Linked DNA regions of Mus musculus: region 2 is linked to region 1. A link is a contact called in public promoter capture Hi-C data. All regions are on one chromosome and are shown on one strand. Each heading gives the region's core, a stretch centred on a gene start, on an enhancer-like site or on the middle of the called end of the contact. The rest is flanking DNA. Distances are from core to core; before and after follow the strand shown. Region 1 holds the start of Jade2 (jade family PHD finger 2). Region 2 overlaps Tcf7 (transcription factor 7, T cell specific).

Region 1 (7,573 bases), core at 3,277-5,776:
AAAAATGATTCTGTGCACACAGGGCAAGAGGGCTGCTGTCTGTGACTGTCAACTCTACTTCTCCAAGCCTGAGAGGCGCTGGGATCTCTCTCCTGCCACTCCACTGCCTACCTTCATTGTCCCACCCAGGCCCCAGTTTCCAGTGCCTACAGGTGTCAATCATGCAGGCCAGTTCTACCACCCAACCAAGGAGAGCCGAGTGTGACAGGTTCTACCTAATTTACCTTTCAATACTTCCTCAACCTTACTCTTCTCCCCACAGGGCACATTTCAGTGGACCATTCCTAAGTCTAGCTGCCCACAGGCACCTGTTAGATGCTCATTTCTTCTTCGTAGAAGAGAAGCTGCCTTTCTGGCCTAGCCTGGGGCTAACAGATTAAAGGCCATCGTGCATATAATAACTGGCTTGCCTCGGTTCATTAACAGAGTGGTAACACTGTGCCGTGTGCTACCACTCACTTTAGGCTGCTGCTGCTTCTTCTTCTTCTTTTTTCCTTCTCTTTCCATTCATTATATTGCTAGAACCCAGGGCTTGGAATTGTTAGACAAGGGCTTGACCAGCTATATCCTTAGACCCAGGTTTAGTCTTTTAATACAATCTATTACTTCCTACGCTCACCTACAGATAGGGATTATTATCAATCCCACTGGCTGATAAGTAAACTAAGACCTCTGGTGCCTTTAACACAGCTGGAAACTACATTCAAACCTAGGCTGGCTGACTCCACGGTCAAAGGGCTCAAGACTGCAGGAAGGCTTACGGCACAGATGAAGTTTTCTAAATTCCAATGAGATTTCTGAGCGGAAGCTTAGAGGGCTGCCTAAAGCTCCAGAACCAACTTCCAGGAGGTGCCGAAGCTTTGAGCTAAGACCTGCCATTTAAGTGTCTAAGTGTCCCACTGCATGGGGGACATGACACGTCAAAGTTACCCCCACCCCCAACTCTATTCTGGCAACCTCTCATGCAACCCAAACACCCATCCGAGAGACCTGCAGACAGCCTGCTGTACATATACAGTGAAGCATTTGGCGGGGGCACTGAGGCAACCAACCACCTTCTAAGTCTAATAGAAACACTGGTTATAAATAACGGGAATATCCTGCCTGCAGCCCCAAACCTAGGGGAGTCAGTGTCTAAGGCTTACACTGAGATAATAAAGTACAATAGGGACCCGGGGACCCCCACATACAGAGTACCAATGAGAACCTAGCAGCTTAGATCTTTGACAGCCTCTTGGATAGGAGTCACCGGCCATTTACCCAGGCAATTTAGGGGAAAAGCACGCTGGATGGGAAAGCACTCTGGAAACATTTGCTGTATCCAGAGCCCAAACAACTCTGTCCTTAAACACTTCATCTCCAAGAGTGTTGGGGAGACCCTTGGCCAAACAGTTTCAAAGCCAACATTCACTGTTAAGTCCTGCTGCGTAGGGTGAGGACTCCCCTCTAAAAGGCATTTACTGTGGAACCAAATGCTTTCCCACTCAAAATAGCAGCCAACAGCTCTTGGAACAACCGAGGAGAGGGCTTCAGATCAAACACGACCCCCCCCCCCACACACACACCATGCAAACTTTCTCAATAAATTATTCGCCCACTTCGGATCAAAGCCTGCTTTTGCAGCCTGCGACCTAAAAAGCAAATAACATAGCCTAAACATAAAAGCTTATTCTTGACTAGGTCAGTTTTATTACTCATTCCTTCCCCCCTTTACAGTTCATTCTCTTATTTTCCTTGCCTGCTTAGTAGATTGCTCTGCGAGTCCTAACCCGCCCAAGGAAGATGGGACCGGAGGGCCTGGAGGGCTGGTGTGTTCGCCTGGGGCCCTAAGGGGGGGAAAAAGAAATCAGGCGAGGGGAAAAAGAAGTCAGCACCCTGGGAACCCAGGAAACAGGGCCAGGCTCGGTTGGCAAACCTCTGCCAGGATCTTCTGCCAAATGTCCTACTGGGAATTTTACCAGTGACAGGAGAGACAGTGCCACTCTGGGAGGAGAACCCAGCTCCCAAGCTCCGGTCTGTTTGCAAATATAAATGTTAAGGGAGCATCCTAACCTTCTTCCGGGCTCAGAACTCTTCATTTCTAAATGGGGGGCCCCGCCCCTCCCTAAGCCACATCTCTGAGAACAACCATAATCCCTCCCATTGACCTCTTGCAAACTGCCTCTGGGTAAAACTTTGTACCTCGGAATCCTGCAGATGAGGTGGGGGGGGGGGTGCTAGGGGCAAGGGTGAAGTTTGGAAATCTGCAGAGACCCGGGATAACCAGTGCAATGTACCCTCGGGCATAAAGACACCCGGCCCCCTTCCCCCGCCCCCCACCCAGCAGGAGGCCTGAGGCCAAGCTGTTTTTTTTTTTTTTTTTAAAAAGTGCACAGGCCGGCTGCAGCGGCTAAGTGGATTAGAAGAGGGTTGCGCGCCTCCAGCCTGCCCTTGGCGGCGGGCGACGGGCACGCAGGCTGGAGGCGCGCCGGCGTGATTCCGACCGCGGGAGCCGGGAGGAGGAGCCGGAGGTGGCTGCGGGGGGCTCCGGCCCAGGCGTAGGAAGGGCAAGAGGCGGTTCGGGCCGGGGGCGGTGCCAGGAGGTGGGTGGGCTTGACGCCCGGGGCGGGGGAGGGGTCTAGGGGACTCGGGGAAGGGCAACTGAGCCCGGGGTGGGGGCGGGGGTACTGAGCGGGGCAGAGGTGTGCAGAAGAGGGACCGGGCTGAGCTGGCTGGGCCTCTCTGGAAGGTAGAGGAAAGCCTCCAAGCCGGTTTTGCAGATGTCCTCACCCTCCGGCAGAAAAGCTACGAGTCTCCAAGCTGACCCAGGATCACCCCTTGCTCGGAGAAGGGGATGTCTCAGAGCCCAGGGATGGGCGGGAAGGGACCATGGGGAGCCACAAGTCTGCACCCAGGCGGGGAGTGGGCGAGCGAGAGCCGCTCCGCAGGCGCAGGCAAGTGGGTGGGAAGGAGGGAGGGAGAGGGAGGAAGGAGGTGAGCCGGGAAGATGCCACTGCCGGGGGCGGGGCGGGGCCGGGGATCCGGCAGAAGGACTGCAGCAATGTTTGGTGGGGGCGGGGGCTGCAATGTCACTCATTTTGGGGTCAGGTGCGTGTGTCCCAGGCAGGGCCCTCCACTTGTCTGCTGCTCTTAGGTACCACCCAGAGTTTTAGTAAGGGCGGAGGGAAGAGGGGGGAGCTGCAGAGTCGTCCCTGAAGCGGGACGCGAACCAGCAGAGTTGGGAGAAGGTAAACAAGGGCCACGCCCCCTGCCGTCGCCCCGCGAGCGCGCACCCGCCGCTCCGGCCGTCGCCGGTACATTTCCACTCTCGCGGTGCCTCTCCCCCACCGGACTCCCGCGCAGCACCGGAGAGCTGCTGTCCACTACCCCAGTATGCACCCTGGCTGCCTGGACTGCGCACCCAGCACTCACCTGGGAACGTTGTCCCCCGCCCCTTAAGAAGAAAAAAAAAAAAAACTAATTTGTGCAATGCCTCTGAACCCAAGAACCGAGCATGCTGCCCCCGCGTGCAGCTCCCTCGTGCACCCAGCCTGGAAAGGGGGCGCAGGGCGGAGGCGGTGGCCCCCGGAAGGTGTCTAGGACTGGACCGGCTGCACGTGAGCCCAGTGCGGGGTCATGTGCATCGGCTCAGCCCGGTTCGGCACCCGGACGTGCTGCGTATCAACAAAATGAAACTCGGGAGACAGAAGGGCAGATAGCTCCAGGTTTCCCGTGCCCCGGTGCCCGCCACTCAGCCTCCCCACCCCGCACCCCGGTAGCGCCGCAGCCCCTCGGGCCGGCCGGAGCCCGCGAGGCAAGTTGCAGCCCCAGCGCCCCCACCCGCCCGCGCCCCCTCGCCGGCCCAGGGGCGCTTTGCCGCAGTCATTAATAAAGAAGGTCGCCAGGCTCACCCTTCCAAAAGTTGTTGCATGCGCCCCTCTCAGCCTCCCCGCACTGTACTCTTTAAAACACGGCTGACCAACATGCGCAATCTCTCTCCCCAGTGCTGTGCGTCCCCCCCCCCCACCCCCCGCGCTGGCTTCCTAGAACAGGCAGCCAGCGAGAGAGGGAGCGAGCGAGCAAGAGAGAGGGAGCGAGGAGCACTGGCAGATCTGTTGAAAAAAAAAAAAAGCCCACAAAATAATGCCGTGGAGATGCGCAGGGCCCATCCGCTGGGGGCTGGCTCTTACCTTGCTCCGCGGTGCCCTCCCGAGGGGCGCTGCCCTCGGCTACGCGCGGCGGCGGGGGCCGGCGCGGGAAGGATGCTCCCGAAGCCAGGAGCTCCTGGGGCCGGCGCGGGAGGGCGGGGGGCGCGCATCCATCCGGGGTCGTGGCGAGGGAGGCGACCGGGCCGCGGCGCCCCCCAAGCCCCGCACCCCTGCTGGGAAGATGGTCAGCCCTCCAGCTCAGAGCTGGTGCCACTAGGAGTGGGCGCAAAGTAACTCCATGGACGCTACTCACCCCCCAAAAAAATAGCCTCCAACTGCGATGGCCGCGGTCGGCACCATTCACCAACCCCCTGTGTATGTTTCTGTTTCTTTTTAAACCAAGACTTCCTTGTGATCTCTTTAGAGGGGGAAAAAATGTGTTGGGGTGGGGGTGGGGTGGGGTGGGGGCGGGCAAGAAGAGAGGGAGGGGGAGTAGCCACTTTTTTCTAATTCACTCGGATCTCCGCTCCCGGCACCCCCCTGTCGTGTTCCCCCCCCCCTTCCCAGTTGTTTGGCTCCGGCGACAGTCCCAGGTAGCGTTGCGGCCCCCCCGGGGGGGTGCCCTACACGGTCACCCGCCCGCCTGCACGCGGGCCCGGACTCCTCGTGGACTCCGGGGCGCCCCCAACCCGCCCTGTCCCCAGGGCCGGGCCCGAGCGCCGGCTGAGCCCGTGCAAGTCCCATCAGGTCGGCTCACACTTCACACACTCACACACATACCCCGCCCCTCCACTCGCTCACTCACACTTTCTGCTCACACCCCGCCCCCTTCGCGCCCCAGACCCAGGCGGAGCCCCCCACAACCTTTAAAAAAAAAAAAAAGCAAGCTTATACTTAAAAAAATCTTTTGGCGCCATATTAATGACGTACTTAAAATTTGCCATTTCTCCCTGCGTCAAAAAGACGTTTCTTTGCAAATAACAGCTTGGAGGCGACACTCGCGGAGGAAACGAGGCTTGCACGGAGTACCCAGCTCGCCCGCCCCACCCCCAGGGACTCTGGTGCTGGAAGACCCTCGCCCTCCGCCCGGTTTCGGAATCACTGGTTTTAAAATCGAAATCGAATAAATCGCGTGGCGTTTTTTGCAGCGCCAGAAGTGAGCAGAAAGTGCTGGCAGGAGTGCAGGGGAGGGGCGCGCAAGGGGCTGGGGGAGGGGGCGCGGTCCTCCTCCCCCACCCACACCAAATGCAAACTAGCATCCTAGGCAGGGAAAGTTGAAATTGTGGGCGACCTCCGGAAGAGAGGGGCTGTCCTTAAGGGGAGGGGGTCCCTTCTTGGGCTTGTTGCCCCCTCCCCCTCGCGGGTGCCTCCTGGCGCCTGGTGCTGCCCTGCATTTCCGGAGGGGGGGTGAGGCGCACTGTGATGGGTGGGTGGCTAGCAGGGTGGCAACATGTCCTAGCCTCAGGAGGAGTTTGCCCCGGGGTACCCCCTTCCTTCTGCCTCGTGCATCTTATAGCCGCAAAGGGTTAAAAACCGAGGGGCAACTTCCCAGGGCTGGTACTTGGCAGAGAAGCGGGGCGCCCCTCTCCCCACCCTCTCGTTCTCGCCCCTCCTCCTCCGACTCCACTTCCCGACTTGACCTTGTGGTGCACAAACAGTGCTCTCCAATCCTCGCAGTTTCTGGAAGAAGAGCCTGCGCTCGCCAGGCGGGCGGGCTGTCGGGCGGCTAGCCGGCAGTGGCGGAGCCTTGGGTCGGTTCCCTGAGCTGCGGGCCACACCCACCCAACCCGCTGTGCCTGGGGAGCTCACCTTCTCTCTAGGAAGGAAAAGGGCAGGCCTCCTGGAGGGGTAGGCACGTGGGGGGCAACCTTTTGCCTCCTGGGAATGCTCCAGCTGGGGAGGTTGGCTAGCTTTGGACTGAGGTTTGGGGAAGCCTGGCCCTGCAACCCTAAGGCATCTCTCATCTCCAGCATCCCTAAGGCATCTCTTCTCACCCTTGCCAATGTATTCTACCCCTTCCAAGATAATCCAATGATTTCCCCCCCAACTCACCTTTGTTTTTGAAGGCAGGTGGATGAGTTTCAAATCCCTTTCCCTTTCCAAGACTGAAGTTTGTTTATTTTTCCTTTCCCCTCCACCCCCAAACCCCCTTGCATGCAAAGATAAATATTCAATTTACATAAGATGACATTTATGTGACAATTAAGAAGATTCCCCGACGGAATGTTGTGAACACATTTGCTTATAGGAGAAATAAATCTAATAATGAACAAACTCAAAACAGCTCAGATCCTCTGACAGGGAGATTGTCTCTGCAACAAAGAGGGACATGAGGAACCAAGAGCTTTCTGCAGCAGGAGAACTCAAGGAAGCCACCAGCAGAACTTCTCTTCTTTGGCCTTCATTCACAAAGTCTAAAAGAGGCCTGTCTGGCAAGAGGAAGGGCTGGCTCATCAGCACCTCACAGTTAGCCCTAACTCTGGTTCTCAGAGGTCCACTGAGAAGATTTTCCCAGGCCAAGGTCAATGTCTGCTAACACGTGTTGGAGGCTGGGAGTGCCCAACCGAGAGGTTAATGGCTTCTAATCCTGGCTTTTCTGCTCAGAAGGCTGTGTGAGGCAGATCAGTGAATACATCTCTCTGGATCTGTTTTCACCTTGGTGAGCAGAAGATTACAGAGACCACATGAGCACACGCATACCCATGTATGTGAATATGTAAATTTACATTCCCTCTAAGTAAGGCAGGACCAGGCTAAGAGTGCAGCTCACGTGAGTGCTTTGCTCATGTCTTCTTTCTTATAAACTCTTTTCTTCCCCAATTATTTTAATGATGTGTAGTTGTATGTGCACCTATTTTTAATTATGTGTCTGCACATGGGCAGATAGGGATGCAGGCAGGTGAGGCAGGCCAGAGGCATGGGATGCTTTCTGTAGCTGGGGTTACAGATGCTTGTGAGCCACCTAATGTGTATGATTGAGACCTGAACTCAGGTCCTTTGGGAGTGCAGCAAGTGTTCCTAACTACCGAGCCCCATCGCTAGCCCCTGCCTTTTCTTTTTGCTGTTGTTGCTTATGATTGAACCCACGTTAGGCAAGAACAAGAGGACAATGCTGTCTCTCAGCCTTTCCCTTGAGGATACATACAAGAACTCCAGTGTGGACAGAAAGAGGACTAGGAAAGGAACTGGTCAGAAACAGTGGTCAAGGTCCCGATAACTGTCAGCCATGAATCCGGCATGAAGGTAGAGACACAATACACAGAGGCAGAGTCTAAAGTGACCCACAGATTTGGTCTTTGGCCTGGGGGATGGGGTGGGATGTCTGTGCAGGAGAGGACAGGACAAGCTGTTTGCCTTGGCCATTGGGAGCCCATGAACTGGAATGGAAAAATGTCTTGTCAAGGAACCGTAAAATGACCTAGAGAGATGATGAGGGAAGGAATACC
Region 2 (7,573 bases), core at 1,597-4,096, 410 kb after region 1:
CCCAAGCTCTTGAGCCCCACAACACTTTCCCAGCGAAGAAAGTTGCTATTTCCTCTGGCCTCAAGCTTGATGGGGGTAGAAGAACAGATCCTCTCAAGAAAGCCCTGTGGCAGAGGCAGAGCCAAAAGAAGCGTCCCCAAACACCTAGGACCCATAAGCAAACAAGTATCAGGATGTGTCCCCGAGTTCCTAGCTTGTGTCAGGCAAAGAATGTCTGAGGCTACAAGCAGCACCTGCTAATAACTGAATGTTGCCCTCCCTCCCGGCAGGCGCAGTTCTGAGCACCAGACACACCGCTTCAAGCAGACGTACCATGCAGGCACAGTGGCTATCACCACTGGCAGGGAAGGAAACTGAAGCATAAGGTCACAGCCAGAGCTCAGCTGCTAATAGCTACAGTGCAAAGACCTGTGATTACCATGGACAGAGTGAGAGGCTGGGGGACAAAGGAGGCTGTACCAATCTCTCCCTTCAACCTGGCTAGCTTACATACACTGTGCTGAGCCCATGTTCCCCTGGCTCTAAAAGGAGTCGCCAGAAACCAACCTGACAGTGAAAGCTGGTATATGCCCCCTGAGGCCCTAGCATATCTCTGTGCCCACCCTGGGCATGCTCCTGTCTGCCTAAACACCCAGATCTCTGTCTCAATGCCTCTTCCCACCCCCGAGAGACTCCACAGCTCCTACTGCTCCTTATCATGCTGGCTCCCACACAGACCTATGACCACCTCTAACCTAAATAAGGGTCAGCCAGCTTGGCACGCAACTGCCTGAGCATCCTAGAGAGCTGGGCATCGCTGCCTCTCCAGGCTTTGCACTCACAAGGTCTGGGAAACCCTTGGTGCCCCAAATTCCTGCACATCCCACTACACTCTCCACTGTCCCTCAGGAGAGGGGGCTGTCTCCAGCTCCTATTACAGAGCTGGGAGTGGCCCCTAGGGACCATCTGAGGCAGGCACTGAAGCGAGGCTCTGTGAGGAGAGAATGACATCTACAGCACAGAGCCTTGGGGACCCTTCAAGGATCCTTGTCATCAAGGATGCTGGCTAGCCACACCCCTCTAAACTTTCCTTTTCTCACTCTTCGTACCAGCCACCAAAAACTGGAGTGCTCTTTCCTGCCTCATATCGAGGAGACTGCTTCTGGGAGACCTTTTCTTTTCTTTTCTTTTCTTTTCTTTTCTTTTCTTTTCTTTCCCTTTCTTTCCTTCTTCCTTCCTTCCTTTTCAAGGCCAGCCTGGTCTACAAAGTGAGTTCCAGGACAGCCAGGGCTACACAGAGAAACCCTGTCTCGAAAAACCAAAAAAAAAAAAAAAAAAAAAAAAGATTTATTTATTGTATGTGAGTACACTGTAGCCATCTTCAGACACACCAGAAGAGCGTCAGATCTCATTACAGTTGGTCTTGAACCACCAAGTGGCTGGTTGGATTTGAACTCAGGACCTTCAAAAGAGCAGCCAGTGCTCTTAACCGCTGAGCCATCTCTCCAGCCCTCAGAGAACTTTTCGACTCTCTACACATGGCTGGTACCTTCTTGTGTCTTCACCCACCTTCTCTCCTCCCTGTGTTCTGGGACTATGCCTTTCATTTTTGTCACTGAACTAAATCTAGGACCCAGGTTGGTTCTCTGAAAGTGGTGCAGATGAAACCAACCTGCACACGTGGTTTGCACACGTTCAAAGAGACTTGCTGCCCTGGGGAAGTCTGGGGCTTCATCTAGTGTTATGGCAGCATACAGAAACTGGGACCACTTTAGGGTCAGGGGTCCATCTGGCATCCGAGCCCCTTCCTTTTCTCCTTTCTACACCCTAACCACCTGAGGCACTCTGAGAATGACAATGACCATAGTCACAATCAGACCTGCCACTAGTTCAGATGGCGTTTTGCTCTAATTAGAAAAGGTACACACAGACAGAAGCCCAAGCCTCATCTGGGGACACTGCAGGCTGACTTCATCCTCAGCTAAGTGCCCCAAAACAGTCCAGTGGTAGCCCCTGCAACAGTTTCCTCAGTGCTCACATCTTATCTCCACACCCAGTCATCGTCAGCAGCAGCAACTTGTGTGTGCTTGGGAGTCTGACTAGCTCCTGAGTGGAATGCTCGCCAGTGCCTGAGCCCATGAGAGTGAGCGTCCCAGTTTGCAGGGGGGTCCTGCAAATGACGTCGACCAGAGCTGGACCTGCACGTTTCCACAGACCCTCTTCTGCAGGCATACTTCAGACTGGCTGAGAGGAGCAGGCTGTGCTCCTTTAGTTCCCAGCTCTGGCCGCAGGTTCTACTGCCCAAGGCATGACAACCTGTAAGTGTCTCACCAACACCCTGTGCCAGATACCTACTACAGAACCAGGGCCATGGCCTTAGAACCAGCAGAGCTGAGAGGGCTGGGGGACAGCTGGGCCACACCCTAGACCAAGAGGAGACTTTAGAGCCACCTGTTGGCAACAAGGTTGCCATGGTTGCAGAACCTGCTGACAGCATGTGGCTAGTCCACTAGCCTCCTGGCCCCAACATCAGATAATGGACCTGCCTCACTGGAGGTGAGGACCAGAGTCCCTGCATGCAGCCTTGGCAAACCTGTGGTTTCTCTGCCCAACAGAGCGGCACCATTAGACTCAGCTGAACCCTCATAAGCTGAGTGGCCTTGCCCATGGCCTCTTGTGGGTTCTATGCATTTGTCTGCTTGTGTTTTCCTTCCTCCTCTTTGAGGTAAACGCCCCTCAGGACAGGATGTTTTTAGAGGAAAATGTAAGCTTCCGGGAGCTGCTGCAGCTGAGCTGCTAGCTAGCACTACAAACACCCTGTCTGGGGAGTCTGCAAGCAGTGCAGGGCTGGGCAAGCCCCAAGCCCAGGCAGTAGCTTTGCTCCTCCCACCATGGATGCCGCCTCGGCCTCGCCTCAATGCTGTCTGGGCCTAGCAATGGGGAGAGGGAGGCATGTCAGCAGGTTTGGGCCCTGGGGGCACAGCTGGAGGCTTTGTAGAGATGCAGGGCCCAGAATAGGAAGGAAGCAAGGTACAGACTTGAAGCTGGTGGTCTCTGCCAGTCCAGCAATGGCTGGCTGTGTGTTCAGCAGTCTACAGAGTTCCACCTTGTGCCAGACTTCTACCGGTCTTCACAAGACACTGTGTTGTGCACAAAGATTCTACAGATGAGGATGGTGAAGCACAGAACATTCTGGTGAGCCACTCAAGTCTTACGGCCAGCAGTGACCGGTCTGGATCTGAGTCCAGCCCTCGCGCTCTTGGCCAGAGCTCACGGGCAGCACTTATGCTGGGAGCCCTCTGCAAATCAATCTCACTGGCTGCTTCTGAGACAGGGTCTTGACTGTGTAGCCTGTGGAGCTCAGAAGAAGACGACGGGAAGATGGTGGGCAGTAGTAAGAATGTGGGGAAGAGAGACCTGAAGACCTCTTGTCCCAGTTTAGTCCATGAAGGACAGCATGGGGCCCCCAAGTCACCTGGGCTGCCTAGCCTGCCTCAAGAAGACAGTTTTGCCTGGAGGCCACACAAGGCTGCTCCTTCTGGTCTGACCCTTGAAGCTCCTTTGGGTTAAGGCCCAGGAGCTCTGTGTAGACTCAATCCAGCCATTTCATCCACAAGGTCACAAGACAAGGAGCAGAAAGAAGTTGCTAGAAGCAGGCTCCCAGCCCTGGAGTGCTGCCATAGCCCCTACGCCCAGTATAATAAGCAGAGGTAGGGCTGTGCCATTCCAACCGCCACAGGGTCTGAGCTGAAGCCCCTCTGGAAGCTGAGCTAGGGGCTCATGTAAAACTGCACTACAGCTCACCTGTAGGAAGCGCCCCTACCCAACAGCATGGAGGCAGAAGCATGGGGGAGCCAAAAGCACCCGGCTGTCTGTCCCAGGAATGCTGCCTACAGAGAGGCAGGGCACTGTGAAGGAGGTGGGTTCAAGTCACCCCTCCAACACTTGCTCAGGGCAAGTCTCTTGGTGTCCACACTTCGTGTCTATAAAATGCCCATGAGCTAGTGGGACATGTCGAGGCCTAGGTGAGTGTTTGCTAATATTCTTTTTGTACTTAAGATCAAAAAGAGAATGAAACGACAAAAGCAAGCCCTGTCCCTAGACAAAGGCTTTTCAGGAAAGCCAACTCCGTGCCAAGTTGGGAATGCCGGTCCTCAAAGTCCTTTGGACCATTGCCTGCTCACAATCAGGCCAGGCTTCTGAACTCCTCTCTGGCCTGCAGTAACCACAAGGGACAGTTAAAAAACATTGTCCTCAAAATGTCCCCATGAGGCTGGCAGGAGGCTCTGGCTCTCAAGAAGTTTGTTCATAGGTGTCACACCCAGGCCTTGGATTGCTCACCATCTCCTTTGCCCAGCTTTTCCTAAGGACTCGGAGCCTCGGAAACTTCAAGCCAGAGAGGCCAGGCAGCAGACTTTGGGCTAAGTGAGGACCAAGCTGGCAAAGAAAACTCCACAGCAGATAATTTCTAACCATCTTCTGCCACACACCAAACCTGGCTCAACCTTAAAGGTCATTTACAAACTGTTTCTTGTTGACATTTTCTTGGGGGGTTGGGGAGGGAGACATGGACTCATGTCTCTCAATCATGAAGTGCAGCCCTCTTCACCCTGGGAGGACAGACCATGCCAGGTGTGCAGGGAGAAAGCCAGCTCAGGCCCAGAGCCTGGAGTGCAGGCTGAGCCCTAGTCTCTTCTTGGGGTCAGAGGAGAGCCACGCAGCTCCACAGCCAGCACTGGCCCTATCCCTCACGTTTTAGAACCAAGGGAGCCATGCAGCAGGGAGCTCGGACAGCAGGGGAAGAGCCACATCCAAATCCTGACCACCAACTACCTCTCTCAGCCTCAGTTTCCCTAGCAATGATAGAACTCGCTGTGTGTGTGTGTGTGTGTGTGTGTGTGCGCGCGCGCGTGCACACGTGCTTATATATATGTGCCTGTGTGCACAAATGTATGCATGTATATGGCAGCCAGAGGTCAAAGATTTCCTTGTTTTCTATTTTCTGAGACAGGGTCTCTCTCAATAAAGCCAGAGCTGCCCAGAGAGTCTGGCTGGCTAGAGCGCTCCAGGGTCAGTCTGTGTCTGCCTCCCTGGCACTGTGGTTGCAAATATACATGACCAACAAAACAACAAAACAAAACAGGGCCTTGTGTAGCCTTGGCCTTGAACTCACTTCATAGTAGAGGATGACCCTGAATGTCTGATCCTCTTGTCTAGGATCAGAGGTATCTTCCACTCTACCCAGGTTATGTGGTGCCAGGAACTGAACCAAACCTAGGGAGGCTTCCAGCAAGCCAGGCAAGGACTTGGAACCTACAGGTTTCTTTTTTTCTTTTCTTTTTTTTTTTTTAAAAAAGATTTGTTTATTTTTATTGTATATAAGTACACTGAGCTGTCTTCAGACCAGAAGAGGGAGTCAGATCTCATTACGGATGGTTGTGAGCCACCATGTGGTTGCTGGGATTTGAACTTCGGACCTTCAGAAGAGCAGTCAGGTGCTCTTGCCTACTGAGCCATCTCACCAGCCCTCTTTTTTTCTTTTCTTTCCTTTTCTCTTCTCTTTTCTTCTCTTTCTCTCTCTCTATCTCTTTCTTTCTTTTTTTAGTTCTGTCATAAAGGAAGCTACAGGGACTGGTGAGATGGCTCAGCGGTTAAGAGCACTGTCTGATCTTCTGGAGGTCCTTAGTTCAAATCCCAGCAACCACATGGTGGCTCACAACCACCCATAATGAGATCTGAAGACAGCTACAGTGTACTTACATATAATAAATAAATAAATAAAATCTTTAAAAAATAAAATAAAGGAAGCTACATCTAGACTCATTAGATGTTTCTGTTTTCTGAGCACCTACTGAGTGTCAGTACCGAAATTCCCATACTAAAAGGAACAGATACAGCCGACTCTCTTCTCCCATCCATTTCTGATCAGAGCTACTACGGTCTCTTCATGCTTCAGCTGATGTAGCCACCAACCTTTTGGTCTTGGATCTCCCTACTTCATCTGTTCCCTACAACCCCACCCACAGGGCTGCCCACCACAGCAGGCAGCTCCCAGGGCCGCACACTGCTTCAAAGCCTCCCATCACGCCCTGGGGTGGCTACCGCAACCAGCACACCCCAAGTGTCCAGCCATGCCTGGCAAAGCCCCCACTGCTTCCCACAGGCTGCCTCGAAGCATCAGAGGCCCACCCACCCTCTGCCTGCCTGGCCACCGGGAGGCCACAGAGCCATCTGATCTGAGTGAAACTTCAAACTTAATGACTTTCATGCTGGTTATTTAAAACGCAATGTAATTTTCTTAAACACCCTATTATTTCCTTTGATAGTTACAAAGCTTCCCCCAATCCCATAAGCATGTTTATTTTTAGAGAAAAGAGTGGCTTGCAGTTGGTCACAGAGACCATAGGGAGAGGGAACCCACAGAGAGCAGGGGAAGGAGTCAGCCTGAGGCCCTTCTGCTAGCTCTCCACCCAGCCCAGCATCACACAGGCCCACCCTTCCCAGCGCCTCAGCCAGTGACTGTCCTGTGCCACACTAGCCAGTGATCAGGTCAGTGTTAGGCTGGGTCTCAGTGCCCTTGATGGTTCCACTTGCTGCTCATGGGGCCTCCCACAGATTCTGGGCCAGGACAAGCCTAGGGAAGGGTCTGCACCATACCCTCCAGCAGTCTTTCTTTCCCCTGTTCCAGACAGTCCGCCTCAGGTAAGGCCTTGGGCCTGAAGCCTTGGCCAGCAGAGGAAGAGCGTGTCTAGATACAGCAGCCTCAGGCAGTGGCTGCCCACGGTGGGTGGGTGGGTGGGTGGGTATGTGCAGCCTGCCATTGGGGACTGCTGGGCAAAGGAGGTGGCATGGAGGAGGGTTTGTGTGCAGAGGTCAGCTGAGCCCCACCAGTGCGGGGCGTCCTCTGGGAGCAGCTATTTTTAGGTCTGAGGCTTTCATGTGGCTGAATGATGGGAGTTTACAAAGCATCAGTAATGCGTTTCAGATGGTGGCCCAGCAGGCCAGGAGGCTGGGCCCCTGACACCAGAGACAAGTCAGAGTTACTCAGCGTCTCCATTTTGGGTTCCCATCACCTGTCCTTCCCTCTCCATGGCCCCTACTACCTAATAGTGAGGCTGGTCCTTGCGATGGCCAGCAAATCCCACGTTATTAACAGACCTTTCCAATGTATCCCTATCTGAACCTCAAGAATCCTGCAGGGGCCAGGATTCCCACCCATTGACGAGAAGATACTGAGACCCAGAGAGGTCGACAGGCCACCACAACCCGCTGCCCTTACAGGAAAGCCTGCTTGAAGGCAGTGATGTACCACCATTGGCCCCCAGGCCTGCTCACACTTAGTGGGGTTTGGGCAACCTCCCCATGAACATCCTGAGCCCACACCCACTGTTCCCTAGGGCCTGGACCTGCCCACCCAGGCCTGGAGTCTCTGCTATACACACGTCATCTGGAAGCAGACAGACAGTGTGGGGCCCAGACAGCTTCCCTGTCCTTGGAGAGGGAGGCGGCTGTTTTAATGGGGGGAGAGGGGTTGAGGAGGAAGCGTATTTATTTGACAGCGTGTCTGCTTCCTCTGATCTCCAGGGAGTTCTGG

Evidence for each region. Promoter capture Hi-C pulls out the DNA fragments that hold promoters and counts their contacts.
Region 2: a promoter capture Hi-C map of pre-B cells shows a contact between it and region 1. The contact joins the enhancer-like site here to the promoter of Jade2 in region 1. A contact is called at or near these places in 5 of 39 promoter capture datasets (the C10 cell line, the HPC-7 cell line, cranial neural crest and 1 more), 1 of 484 Hi-C or Micro-C datasets (CD4 T cells) and 4 of 115 datasets of contacts at active chromatin or transcription factors (craniofacial prominence, double positive thymocytes, forebrain and 1 more).

Annotation. Positions count from the first base shown.
Region 1 is chr11:51,853,142-51,860,714 of GRCm38.p6, forward strand. It overlaps Jade2 (jade family PHD finger 2), which reads right to left and starts at 4,527. Exons shown (of 13, transcript NM_001357588.2): 1 at 4,170-4,527; 2 at 1,739-1,826. The coding sequence starts at 4,297. Gm30110 (a long non-coding RNA gene) reads left to right here and starts at 2,305. Exons shown (of 2, transcript XR_388628.2): 1 at 2,305-2,582; 2 at 2,780-3,456.
Region 2 is chr11:52,265,850-52,273,422 of GRCm38.p6, forward strand. The region is part of intron 3 of Tcf7 (transcription factor 7, T cell specific); the gene reads right to left. Among named protein-coding and RNA genes, the nearest start is that of Tcf7, 13 kb to the right of the region's middle. Within about 2 kb of position 2,847, at least 64 of the 459 cell types and tissues checked have an H3K27ac peak or open chromatin away from gene starts, as enhancers often do. A contact at or near this core is called in the HPC-7 cell line, double positive thymocytes and pre-B cells, where this site is marked.